2 separate regions of the Triticum aestivum genome follow, and region 1 is linked to region 2. Evidence: chromatin contacts called from public Hi-C data. All regions are on one chromosome and are shown on one strand. The core of a region is the stretch at or near the end of the contact, and the rest is flanking DNA. Distances in the headings are between cores, read along the strand shown. Region 1 holds the start of LOC123137887 (cyclin-dependent kinase F-4). Region 2 holds the start of LOC123137885 (ubiquinol oxidase 1c, mitochondrial).

Region 1 (5,991 bases), core at 2,549-5,048, 180 kb after region 2:
CCTCACGCCGTGCGCTGTTGCCCGTGATTACCCGAATGGCCGGGTCACCTTTCGTAGCCTTTTTTGCTTGGTGTTGGTGGTGCCTCGCAGGTGATAGGTGGTGGTGGGCAGGCCGGGTCCTCCGGGACCATTTACAGCGGGGATAAGAAATCATCCAGGTGAAGAACTGTTACTTGGAACGAATGCTGAATAAATATGCCAAGCTGGCACTGACTGACATGCAACTCCGCCTATGTTGTCTCAACATAGCCGGTCCCAAGCCCGGGTAAAGGAGGAGGGTTGTGATAGGCTTGGCGAGCCAACGTAAAAACTCAGCCACTTTTATGGAGATGAAACCCAAAAGATTTTCGTTGGGGCGTAACCCTCTCAGCGACGCGCCACATCGGAACCCGGGTGTGGTGGAAAATGGGCAAGGGCCGGGCCGTCACCCCCCAAGTGGCGCGCCGTATCTTGATCCGGATACGGTGGCAAGTGAGCGAGGATCGGGTCGTCGCATCCTTAGTGGCGCGCTACATCGGCGCCCGGATGTAGTGGGAAATAAGCAAGGGTCTTCGCATTTGACTCGGCGAGTGGGAAGGGTAAGGAAGCTAGCCGAGCCTAGGAGGATTCGCTTAGGTAGCTGGAACGTAGGGTCTCTGACAGGGAAGCTTCGGGAGCTAGTTGATGCAGCAGTGAGGAGAGGTGTTGATATCCTTTGCGTCCAAGAAACCAAATGGAGAGGACAGAAGGCGAAGGAGGTGGAGGATACCGGCTTCAAGCTGTGGTACACGGGGACGGCTGCAAACAGAAATGGCGTAGGCATCTTGATCAACAAGAGCCTCAAGTATGGAGTGGTAGACGTCAGGAGACGTGGGGACCAGATTATCCTGGTCAAGCTGGTAGCTGAGGACTTGGTTCTCAATGTTATCAGCGCATATGCCCCGCAAGTAGGCCACAATGAGAACACCAAGAGGGAGTTCTGGGAAGGCTTGGAAGACATGGTTAGGAGTGTACCGATTGGTGAGAAGCTCTTCATAGGAGGAAACCTCAATGGCCACGTGGGTACATCTAACACAGGTTTTGAAGGGGCGCATAGGGGCTTTGGCTATGGCATCAGGAATCAAGAAGGAGAAGATGTCTTAAGCTTTGCTCTAGCCTACAACATGATTGTAGCTAACACCCTCTTTAGAAAGAGAGATTCACATCTGGTGACTTTTAGTAGTGGCCAACACTCTAGCCAGATTGATTTCATCCTCTCGAGAAGAGAAGATAGGCGTGCGTGCCTAGACTGTAAGGTGATACCTGGGGAGAGTGTTGTACCCCAGCATAAGCTGGTGGTTGCTGACTTTCGCTTTCGGATTCGTGTCCAGCGGGATAAGCGTGCCAAGGTCGCTAGAACGAAGTGGTGGAAGCTCAAGGGGGAGGTAGCTCAGGTGTTCAAGAAGAGGGTATTTAAGGAGGGCCCTTGGGAGGAAGGAGGGGATGCGGACAATGTGTGGATGAAAATGGCGACTTGCATTCGTAAGGTGGCCTCGGAGGAGTTTGAAGTGTCCAGGGGAAGGAGAAGCGAAGATAAGGATACCTGGTGGTGGAATGATGATGTCCAGAAGGCGCTTAAAGAGAAGAAAGATTGCTTCAGACGCCTATACCTGGATAGGAGTGCAGACAACATAGAGAAGTACAAGATGGCGAAGAAGGCCGCAAAGCGAGCTGTTGGTGAAGCAAGGGGTCGGGCATATGAGGACCTCTACCAACGGTTAGGCACGAAGGAAGGTGAAAAAGGGACATCTATAAGATGGCTAAGATCCGGGAGAGGAAGACGAGGGATATTGGCCAAGTCAAATGCATCAAGGACGGAGCAGGCCAACTCTTGGTGAAGGACGAAGAGATTAAGTATAAATGGTGGAAGTACTTCGACAAGCTGTTCAATGGGGAGAATGAGAGTTCTACCATTGAATTGAATGACTCCTTTGATGAGACCAGCATGCATTTTGTGCGGCGCATCCAGGAGTCTGAGGTGAAGGAGGCTTTAAAAAGAATGAAAGGAGGCAAGGCGATGGGCCCTAATTGTATCCTCATTGAGGTGTGGAAAGGTCTCGGGGACATAGCGATAGTATGGCTAACCAAGCTTCTCAACCTCATTTTTCGGGCAAACAAGATGTCAAAAGAATGGAGACGGAGTATATTAATACCAATCTTCAAGAACAAGGGGGATGTTCAGAGTTGTACTAATTACCGTGGAATTAAGCCGATGAGCCATACAATGAAGCTATGGGAGAGAGTCATTGAGCATCGCTTAAGAAGAATGACAAGCGTGACCAAAAATCAGTTTGGTTTCATGCCTGGGAGGTCGACCATGGAAGCCAATTTCTTGGTACGACAACTTATGGAGAGATATAGGGAGCATAAGAAGGACTTGCATATGGTGTTCATTGACTTGGAGAAGGCCTATGATAAGATACCGCAAAATGTCATGTGGTGGGCCTTGGAGAAACACAAAGTCCCAGCAAAGTACATTACCCTCATCAAGGACATGTACAATAATGTTGTGACAAGTGTTCGAACAAGTGATGTCGACACCGATGACTTCCCGATTAAGATAGGACTGCATCAGGGGTCAGCTTTGAGCCCTTATCTTTTTGCATTGGTGATAGATGAGGTCACAAGGGGTATACAAGGAGATATCCCATGGTGTATGCTCTTTGCGGATGATGTGGTGCTAGTTGACGATAGTCGGACGGGGGTAAATAGAAAGTTAGAGTTATGGAGACAAACCTTGGAATCGAAAGGGTTTAGGCTTAGTAGAACTAAAACCGAGTACATGATGTGCGGTTTCAGTACTACTAGCTGTGAGGAGGAGGAGGTTAGCCTTGATGGCCAGGTGGTACCTCGGAAGGACACCTTTCGGTATTTAGGGTCAATATTGCAGAAGGATGGGGGTATTGATGAAGATGTGAACCATCGAATCAAAGCCGGATGGATGAAGTGGCGCCAAGCTTCTGGCATTCTCTGTGACAAGAGAGTGCCACAAAAGCTAAAAGGCAAGTTCTACAGGACGGCGGTTCGACCCGCAATGTTGTATGGCACGGAGTGTTGGCCGACTAAAAGGCGACATGTTCAACAGTTAGGTGTGGCGGAGATGCGTATGTTGAGATGGATGTGTGGCCACACGAGAAAGGATCGAGTCCGGAATGATGATATACGAGATAGAGTTGGGGTAGCACCAATTGAGGAGAAGCTTGTCCAACATCGTTTGAGATGGTTTGGGTATATTCAGCGCAGGCCTCCAGAAGCTTCAGTGCATAGCGGACGGCTAAAGCGTGCGGAGAATGTCAAGAGAGGGCGGGGTCGACCGATTTTGATATGGGAGGAGTCCGTTAAGAGAGACCTGAAGGATTGAAGTATCGACAAAGAGCTAGCTATGGCAGGGGTGCGTGGAAGCTTGCTATCCATGTGCCAAAGCCATAAGTTGGTTGCGAGATCTTATGAGTTTCACCTCTAGCCTACCCCAACTTGTTTGGGACTAAAGGCTTTGTTGTTGTTGTTGTTGTTGGCACTGACTGACATGCGGAGGAGCATCGCGTCCGTCCGTCGCCATCCCGCTGCATCCGGTAACCACCGCCGATCAACGTCGGGCGGGCCGTGGCGAGACAAGTCCACACGGTTACGATCTCCCCATCATTTCACCCCACCTCACCCCAAAGCGTCCATGGCAATCAATCGATAGGTTGTTGGTTCGGGGGCGGGTGAAAAGAGAGACAGGAATACTTTGCTTCCCCTCCGCTGGGGCAAACCCGAACGAAAAGGGTCTTCGTCAGCCGAGGAGAGAGGTTAAAAAAAGGTTAGGGAGGGGAGGCCGGCGGAGCGCGAGGGGCGACGCGGTGTGGCGCCGGGGACGGATGCTGTGGGTCACGGTTATAAAAAGTAACGGGGCGCGTCGCGGGTAGAAAGCCAGGGGAGGGTGCGGTGGGAGGCAGGCCGCGGCTCATTATCTCTCCCTTCTTTCCTCCCTCGCAACATTCCCCGCCGCCGCCCGCCGCCGCCACGGCGACACAATCACCGGCGCTGCGCCGCCCCACCGGCCTCCTCCTTTGCGCCGCGCCGCGCGGGGCTGGGCTGAGGTGGGCCGCGCCGACACGCTGCCGCTGCAGCGGCACGTGGGGAGCCACCACCACCACCACCACCCTATGCTCCTTTGCCCGCCTGGTAAGGTATGGCATCGATTCCGCTCCATTGCCCCCCGCCTTTCTCGCGTCGCGCTCCGTCTCCCTCCCTCCCCGCTTTGCTTGCTCCAGGCGATTTGCCCCGGATCTGTGTCCCAGGCGCCGGATCTGAGCGGCCACCGGGCATTCGCTCCAATGCGAATCCATGTATAGGTTTGTGCCTCGCGGTGCCGCGGTAGCTTGTTTTCAGGATTATACTGGGGTGCTTTTTTGTTTGGATTTTTCGTCCTTCCTTTTGTTGTCTGATTTAGATTTTTCTGTTTGCGCGGAAAGGTTCCTTTTTTCTCGTTAAAAGGCGCCTTTTTTCTTCCTATAGATGAGAAAAATCTATGTGTTTTTGTGCCTGCAATGTAAATTGTGATTGAGGTGGCAATACAGAAGTTTGAGAGAGAAGCTCAGAAAAATAAGGTAGCAATGCAGGCGTCTTCCCATTGGTTCCAACCCGAGGCGATATTTTGAATTCGGAGATGTTTCTATATGTATGGATTTTGCTACGATAAAACCGTTTGAGCCAGTAATGAGATAGCAACATTGTTTTCCAACTTCCATGTTTCAAGCAGTGGTATAGCTTGATCACCATGCCAATTGAGATGCCGGCTCGTTATTGCGATTGATGAATAGCATCATTGATATCGATATGGTTTGCAATGTCCAGCTCCACCAATATTATAGACTTCTACCCTGATATTAATGTATGCCTAGTATTATGTGATTTAGGTAAAAGAGTGCTATACCTGATTCTGATATTTCCCTGAGAACTATGTTTCATTTTGTGCGTTAGTGTTGGTTCTAGCAACACGTGGGCCGTAAATTACTACCCACTTAAAATGATTCAATTCAAATTTTTGCTGTGTACATACCCCCATATATCTTAGTATATTAAAATGGATGCTTTAAACTAGATTTGGAAATGTTGCTAAGTTTGTGTTGTTTTCTGATAGAGATCGTCAGTCGACTGCGTTATATATAATCCAAATGGTTCTATGCCGTATTGATGTTCATGCTTCATGTAAATGATTCTTGTTCCTTTTTTTTGAGGGTGATTCTTATTCCTTTGGCATACACTATACCATGTCATCGAGCGCAAAAAGTGTTATAATCGACCACATCATTCTGATTCAAATACATTGTATCAGATTGCACCAGCAGTGATCTTCGGAGTTTAAAGTGTTCATCAAAGACATGGGAAAAGTGGTCTTCGGGGCATATCACCTTCAATGCAAGCTATTTGTTTCAGAAGAAACTTTTGATTGGCGTGTTTTAGCTCGTGGGAACACCCAACTCTTCTCTCTGGTGAACTGCACATAGTAGTTCTATGCTCAACGACAGCAGGCTGAGGCGATCCTGAAGCGATACTCCAGTCTATGCTCCACATCTACATGTAAAATACCTGCTTTGTTTTTCCTTTCTTTTGTTCTATTGGCTAAGCTTTTATCATCTCATTTTGCATTCTCTATTTATCAGCGCATCATCTCCAGACTAACTTCTTATTGTAGTCAAATCCAGTAGTAGATGCTGATCATGTAAACTGGCCAATGATGTGCTCGTAGAATAATTAAATTCTACTATTGGGAGTTCAAACTGTTCTTTCCTGCATGTATTGGCATGTGAAAAACTAAATCAACCATATCTCTTGAAACATTCTGAATTTCTTTTCTCTTTGCTAATATATGCAGGGTCAACCATCTTTACTGCATTCAGTCTCCATCTGTCACTCCCTAGTTAGTTGCCATTTGCTTTGCTGTATACCATCTGAGGTCAAGGCTCATCCTTGCTATATTCTGGGACT
Region 2 (6,106 bases), core at 238-2,737:
AATCAAAACAGTTCAGAGTCCAGACATCACATCAGGAGAAGCTAGCAGAGCAGAGTTCAGGCATCAGAGAGATGGGCGTACCGCGGCGAAGTGGTTGACGTCGCGGTGGTGCGCCTCGTCGGCGCGCACGACGGTGACCACGTCCTTGAGCCTGGCGTCGGCGGGGAGGCGCCAGTAGTCGATGGCGATGCGCGGGGCGGGGACGTTCTCGATCCTGCCGGCCTCGAGGTCGCGGAGGAACTCGGTGTAGGAGTGGATGGCCTCCTCCTCGAGGTAGCCGACGACGCGGTGCGCAAACTTGGGGGACACGATGTAGCCCAGGAAGTAGGCGTTGAAGAAGACGCCCTGCACCGCCAGCACCAGCGCGCGCTCGTACCACTTGGGTTTGGCCACCTCCATGAAGGTCATCAGGTGCATCCGCTCGTTCTCTGCCTCCTCCAGCAGCGCCCGGATCCACCCGCCGCTCTGCTCGAACCGCCGCAGCGACCGCAGGTGGAGCAGCATCCCGCCCACCATCCCCGGCACCGCCGCCACCGTCTCCAGCATCATCGCCCGGCACCCGTACCTCCTCTGCATAGCATAGGCCCAAGTCGGCTCGCCGTGTCATGTCAGTGTCTGACGAACACATATATCTGACCACCGTACCATACCTGGAAGAAGATGTCGGTGGGCACGCGCAGCGACTTGACGGTCCAGTAGGCGATCTTGTCGAGCAGCACCTTGGGCTTGTGGTGCTTGGTGAGATCGATCGTCGTGTCCGACGTGTACGCCTCCCACGGCTGCAAAATCACACGGTCACCACGATTACGTGCACTGTCAACGACAAGAACGCATGAACTTGTAGTTGATCAGTACCCTGAAGCAAGACCACTTCCACTCGGCGCCGTCCTTGTTCACCAGCTTGGCAGGCACGATGCCCCAGTAGCTGCTCACTGGGCTCTTGCCCCCCTCCTTGGCGGCCTGCACGGCCTGGGCCTTCGCGGCCTGCATCGCCTCGGCCGTCGCGGCGGCGGTGCTCGCCACGTTGTCCTTGGACGCGGCCGCCTCCTCCCTCGCCGCCTCTGCGGCGGAGGTGGACAGCGGCCGCGCCCACACGACCACGGCGCCCCCTTCTCCTCCGGCAAGCAGGGGCCTCTGCGCAGCAGGAGTGGTCGGCCCGAAGACGCGCGGGCCCAGGTGGCGGAGGAGGACGGATCCGGCGACGCGGGAACTCATCGCCGAAGATGACGAGCCTGCTTGGTGGGCTGCCGCTCTGCTCGCGAAACTCGTGGTCGTAGGCTCGCGAACCTGCGGACGTGCCAAGCTCTGAGAGGGTGACTTGACGACGTGTCGCCGAGCCAGCGCGCGCCGCGATGGCGTGGCGCTACGAGCAGACGACGCGAGACGTGGGATGAACGGCGGCTCTGCTTGGCTGGTAGAGTATTTACGAGCTCGCAATTGACTGGTGGACAGCTTCTGCGTGCGCTCGTCCATGAGATTTGTAGTTTCGGATGTGCCCCAGCTTTTCAGGAGGCAGCAGGATTGGGTGTCAAAATCGTTGCGGCTGCTATGTGGTGGGGGGTGGCTGCTAGGACTTCCAGTGGACTCTGAACTTGGCCGTGCGTCTACGTGCCTAGAATCTTTGTGTTCCCATTTCAACTGACTAGCAAGCATGCACGTGCAATGCATGAATAACCTTACAAAGGAATTTCTCCCTTCATCATTAGTAGATAAACTTCTTTTTAAAAATAAATCCATATGAGTATATCACACATCAAAGGCAATCAACCAGGTGAGTTTCAACCGTACCCGTGTACGGCGGGAAGAAAATTCCTCGTTCATTATAGTTATGAAGCAATTTTGTCGAGAGTTTGAACAAAGCAAAAAAACTCGTATTACTCCTGCCATTATGGAAATATACACATTAAAAATTATTTTTGTATCTCCTTTTTATTTAGTGTTGTTAAGGAAAGGAAGACTGAATAAACAATTTGTACAATTGGAGTCATCATCAGCTTCAAAAAATGAAGAAATTAAAAATAGACATTAGACATTCAAGCGCCTTGGCATCTAAATTGTCTCGACACAAACATCGAGAGAAAATAGGGAGAAAAGAATGCCACCCTATCGATTATAGTAAAGCTGATGGATTTCCGGCGGAGTTCTATAAAAAGTGTTGGCATATTATTAAGGGGGATTTGCTACCATTGTTCCAAGATTTATTCTCTGGACAGGTTCAGTTATTTCACTTGAATTTTGAAACAGTAACATTGCTTCCTAAGAAAACAGAGGCTGTGAGAATTGAGCAGTTCAGGCCGATCTGTCTTCTCAATGTTAGTTTCAAAATTTTCATCAAGGTTGGGACTAATAGGCTCACGCAGATTGCGCATTCTGTGGTGCAGCATTTCCAAACTGGTTTCATGCCGGACAGAAACATCCTAGAAGGGGTTGTGGTCCTTCATGAAACGCTCCATGAAATCCACATGAAAAAACTAGATGGAGTTGTTTTTAAGGTGATTTTTGAGAAAGCGTGCGATAAAGTCAAAGGTTTGATGAGGCCTGGCGACGCCAGGTACGTTCATGCAAAAAGGGAGTGTTGGAATTAAAATGAATGACGACATAGGTCATTATTTTCAGACACATAAGGGCCTGAGACAAGGGGATCCGATGTCTCCTATTTTGTTCAACATTGTAGTTGATATGTTGGCAATTCTAATAGAAAGGGCTAAGGAGGCTGGTCAGGTGGGTGGCTTGGTGCCTCATCTAGTTGATGGAGGTGTGTCTATCCTACAGTACGCCGATGATATGATCATCTTTATGGAGCATGACTTGGCAAAAGCGAGAAATATGAAGCTGGTGTTATGTTTATTTGAACAATTGACCGGGTTAAAGATTAACTTTCACAAAAGCGAATTGTTCTGTTTTGGAGGAGCCAATGAGGAACAAGAGGCTTATAGGCAATTGTTTGGGTGCGAATTGGGGACCTTACCTTTTACGTATTTAGGTATACAATTCACCATCGTAAGCTGACAAACAGAGAATGGAAGTGTATCGAGGATCGCTTTGAAAAGAAACTGAGTTGCTGGAAGGGCAAGCTCATGTCATACGGAGGCCGATTAATTCAGGTTAATTCGGTTCTCATGAGTATGCCTATGTTTCTCTTGTCTTTCTTCGAAGTCCCAGTTGGAGTTAGGAAAAGGCTGGACTTTTATCGATCCCGATTCTTCTGGCAAAGCGATGAACTAAAAAGAAAATACAGACTCGCCAAATGGGATATTATCTGTTGACCGAAAGACCAAGGGGGTCTTGGCATTAAGAATCTTGAGGTCAAGAACATATGTCTTCTCAGCAAGTGGTTGTCGAAGTTATCTATCGAGACTGATGCCACTTGGGCGCAGATCCTCCGTAGTAAGTATCTTCACTCCAAAACTTTGTCCCAGGTGACAGCGAGGCCGACTGACTCACCTTTTTGGAAAGGGCTTATGAGAGTCAAATTAGTATTTTTTTAATAGGACAAAGTTTATTATCGGCAATGGTGCTAGCACACGATTCTGGGAGGATACTTGGCTCGGAGAGACCCCCCTTGCACTTCAATACCCATCTCTGTATCGTATTGTTCAATGATGTGATGCTTTCGTTGCAACGGTATTTCAATCCATTCCCCTTAATATTCAGTTCAGGAGGACGCTACTCGGTAATCGTTGGGAAGAGTGGCTCCATCTAGTGAGTAAACCGATGGAGGTGCAGCTGTCTCAACAGCCTGATCAATTACGCTGGAAGCTTACTAGGTCTGGATATGTTATCAATTCAAGCTCTATTCCTAGTTCCAAATATGTTTGAACAGTCAAAGTTCCTTTGAAAATTAAAGTGTTTTTGTGGTTTGTACATAAACAAGTCAGCTTAACCAAAGACAATTTAGCAAAGCGTAACTGGACAGGACCTACTAGGTGTAGTTTCTGTGATCGCGATGAAACTATCAAACACCTTTTTCTTGATTGCCCGTTAGCCAAAGTTCTATGGCGGACGGTCCACATTGCTTTTAACATTACTCCTCCGAGTTTTGTCAGCACGTTATTTGAAACGTGGCTTAACGGGATAGAGTCCGAAACAGCGAGACACATTCGCGTAGGTGTATGTGCTTTATTGTGGGCAGACTCGAACTACAGAAATGATTTGGTTTTTAACAGAATAACAAAAATTCATTTTTTGCAGGTTAACTTTCGAGCCACTGCGTTGATCCGTATGTGGTCGCTACTCACTCCGACGGAGGCCAAGAAGCGTTTGGTTACTGGATCTATCCGCTGGGAGATGGTAGCACGGGATATCTTCAACCGGTTTGGATGGCAGTCATGTAATAGGATAGGCAATTAGTTTACCTATCTTTTTTATGCCAGCCGGTTGTGGCTTTTTTTGGCTGGTTTGTTATTGTCCTTTGGCTCTTTGTGAGCTTTTCTTTACTTTCATTTGAGACTTTAAGACCTTATTGAACCTATTTGCTTATTTATAAAGTTGGCCGCATCCATCGTTCTGATGCGGAGGCCGGAGAGCCCCCCTTTAAAAAAAACAGAGCTGCACATTTTGTTAGTCCATATAACGTGTCAAGCAAAGAGAGGCAACATAGCCGGTTCTGGAGTTGTCTATTTCGAGAGAGAGCTTGTGGTTAGCCATCTTCAGTAGACCTTTAATAACGATGATCGGAAATTAGGACACAGGTTAAGTAGCATGGTGCCAGATGCAAGGCTCGATATTCACATAGCATCAGCTTTGTTGCTATCCCATAAATATGACAACTATCTTATGTGAATGATCATTTTGTTTAAAAGAGCCTTGTGCTCCGGAAAATATTCCAACAACAACTCATCTCTGGTCACACAAAAATGGTCTTTGCCTTTCTTGATATCAAATGTCATGGACTTGCAACTTGAATGAAAAAGAAATATTGCGAGAAGCATAAAAATATCAAGACGTTGTAGCATGGAAGTACATACTTGGAATGGATCCAGATCGTGTAACAGAGACATCAATAATACGTTCGGTCCATACAGTGAGGGAAATTCTCTGCTTGCTAGAGAAACCAATCTTTTGAAGCGCTTGATAATCCAGTAATGAAATTTATATTTTATAGTCTGCAAGGTCAAAGAGTTTGATGAGCACGACAAAATTTCAATGGCATTGCAATAACATTACGAGATTATATTGGTCTTGTAGTAACCATTTTGCTAACTCAAATGAAAGGGGGAAATGCATGATGAGGATGAAGTTCTTGCGCAGAATGGCACATAACATATTGACCACGTTTTTTTTTGAACTTGACCACGATTTTTTATGCATCGAACCTGACACTCTCAAGTTACGAAATACCCCTCCAGTTAGAATTATTAAAGCTGCAAAATACAATATCATGATTGCCTTGAGATCCAATCATGAAAGGTCAATTATCATAATCTAATTTGCATATGTATTAAGTGGTACTCAAGGTATGGTGTCACCGTGATAGCCCACTTAAAAATAATTTCGTTAAATAGTTGCAAGCTAAAGAATTTTAGACCATCTTAAATCATGCAGTTAAACATTTACATGCAAAAGAGTTTCAGCCCCTCCCAGTTAATCTAGTTTTACTGGCAAAGTTGGAACTCCAGTCCTATGTAAACACAAACGACCGAGTTAAACATGCCACAAATGATTTTGCTACTATCTCAAGGCATGTGTGCAGAAAGAATATTGCACTTCTTACCAATCTTGTGGATCTAAAGTTTGAAATTAACTTTTGGACACTGAAAGTTGCGAGCTGTGAAATCTGCCAAAGAAATGAGAATAAAGCAACAATAAATGATTGAAGAAAGAGAGGCATATACCGGAATGAATGTAGCCCAACCTTGTCAACCAGTACACCCCGATGCATTTTGGTCGGCCCTAACCATACTGCGCTCTATGAACTACCATTCACGTATGCACGTTTCAGATTTCAAAGAACACAAGATGTGAGATTGGCGACAACATCAGGGTTGTTGTCGTACACACTGGGATCCAAATGTACAACGCAGACGAAAGGCGACCTCACCGGCGCTGTACGAAGACGTTCCACCACTCGGAAACCTGTCCTGGTCCTTGGCCAGGTGACGGCGCC

Evidence for each region. Hi-C and Micro-C count contacts between places; a contact is called where the count stands out from the background.
Region 1: a contact with region 2 is called in a Hi-C map of leaf, with 2.7 times the contacts expected there. The contact joins the promoter of LOC123137887 here to the promoter of LOC123137885 in region 2. A contact is called at or near these places in 2 of 5 Hi-C or Micro-C datasets (both in leaf).

What each region holds. Positions count from the first base shown.
Region 1 is chr6B:540,460,947-540,466,937 of IWGSC CS RefSeq v2.1, forward strand. LOC123137887 (cyclin-dependent kinase F-4) reads left to right here and starts at 3,799. Exons shown (of 15, transcript XM_044557747.1): 1 at 3,799-4,190; 2 at 5,339-5,583; 3 at 5,879-5,991.
Region 2 is chr6B:540,280,308-540,286,413 of IWGSC CS RefSeq v2.1, forward strand. It overlaps LOC123137885 (ubiquinol oxidase 1c, mitochondrial), which reads right to left and starts at 1,488. Exons shown (of 4, transcript XM_044557739.1): 1 at 856-1,488; 2 at 651-779; 3 at 82-570. The coding sequence starts at 1,473.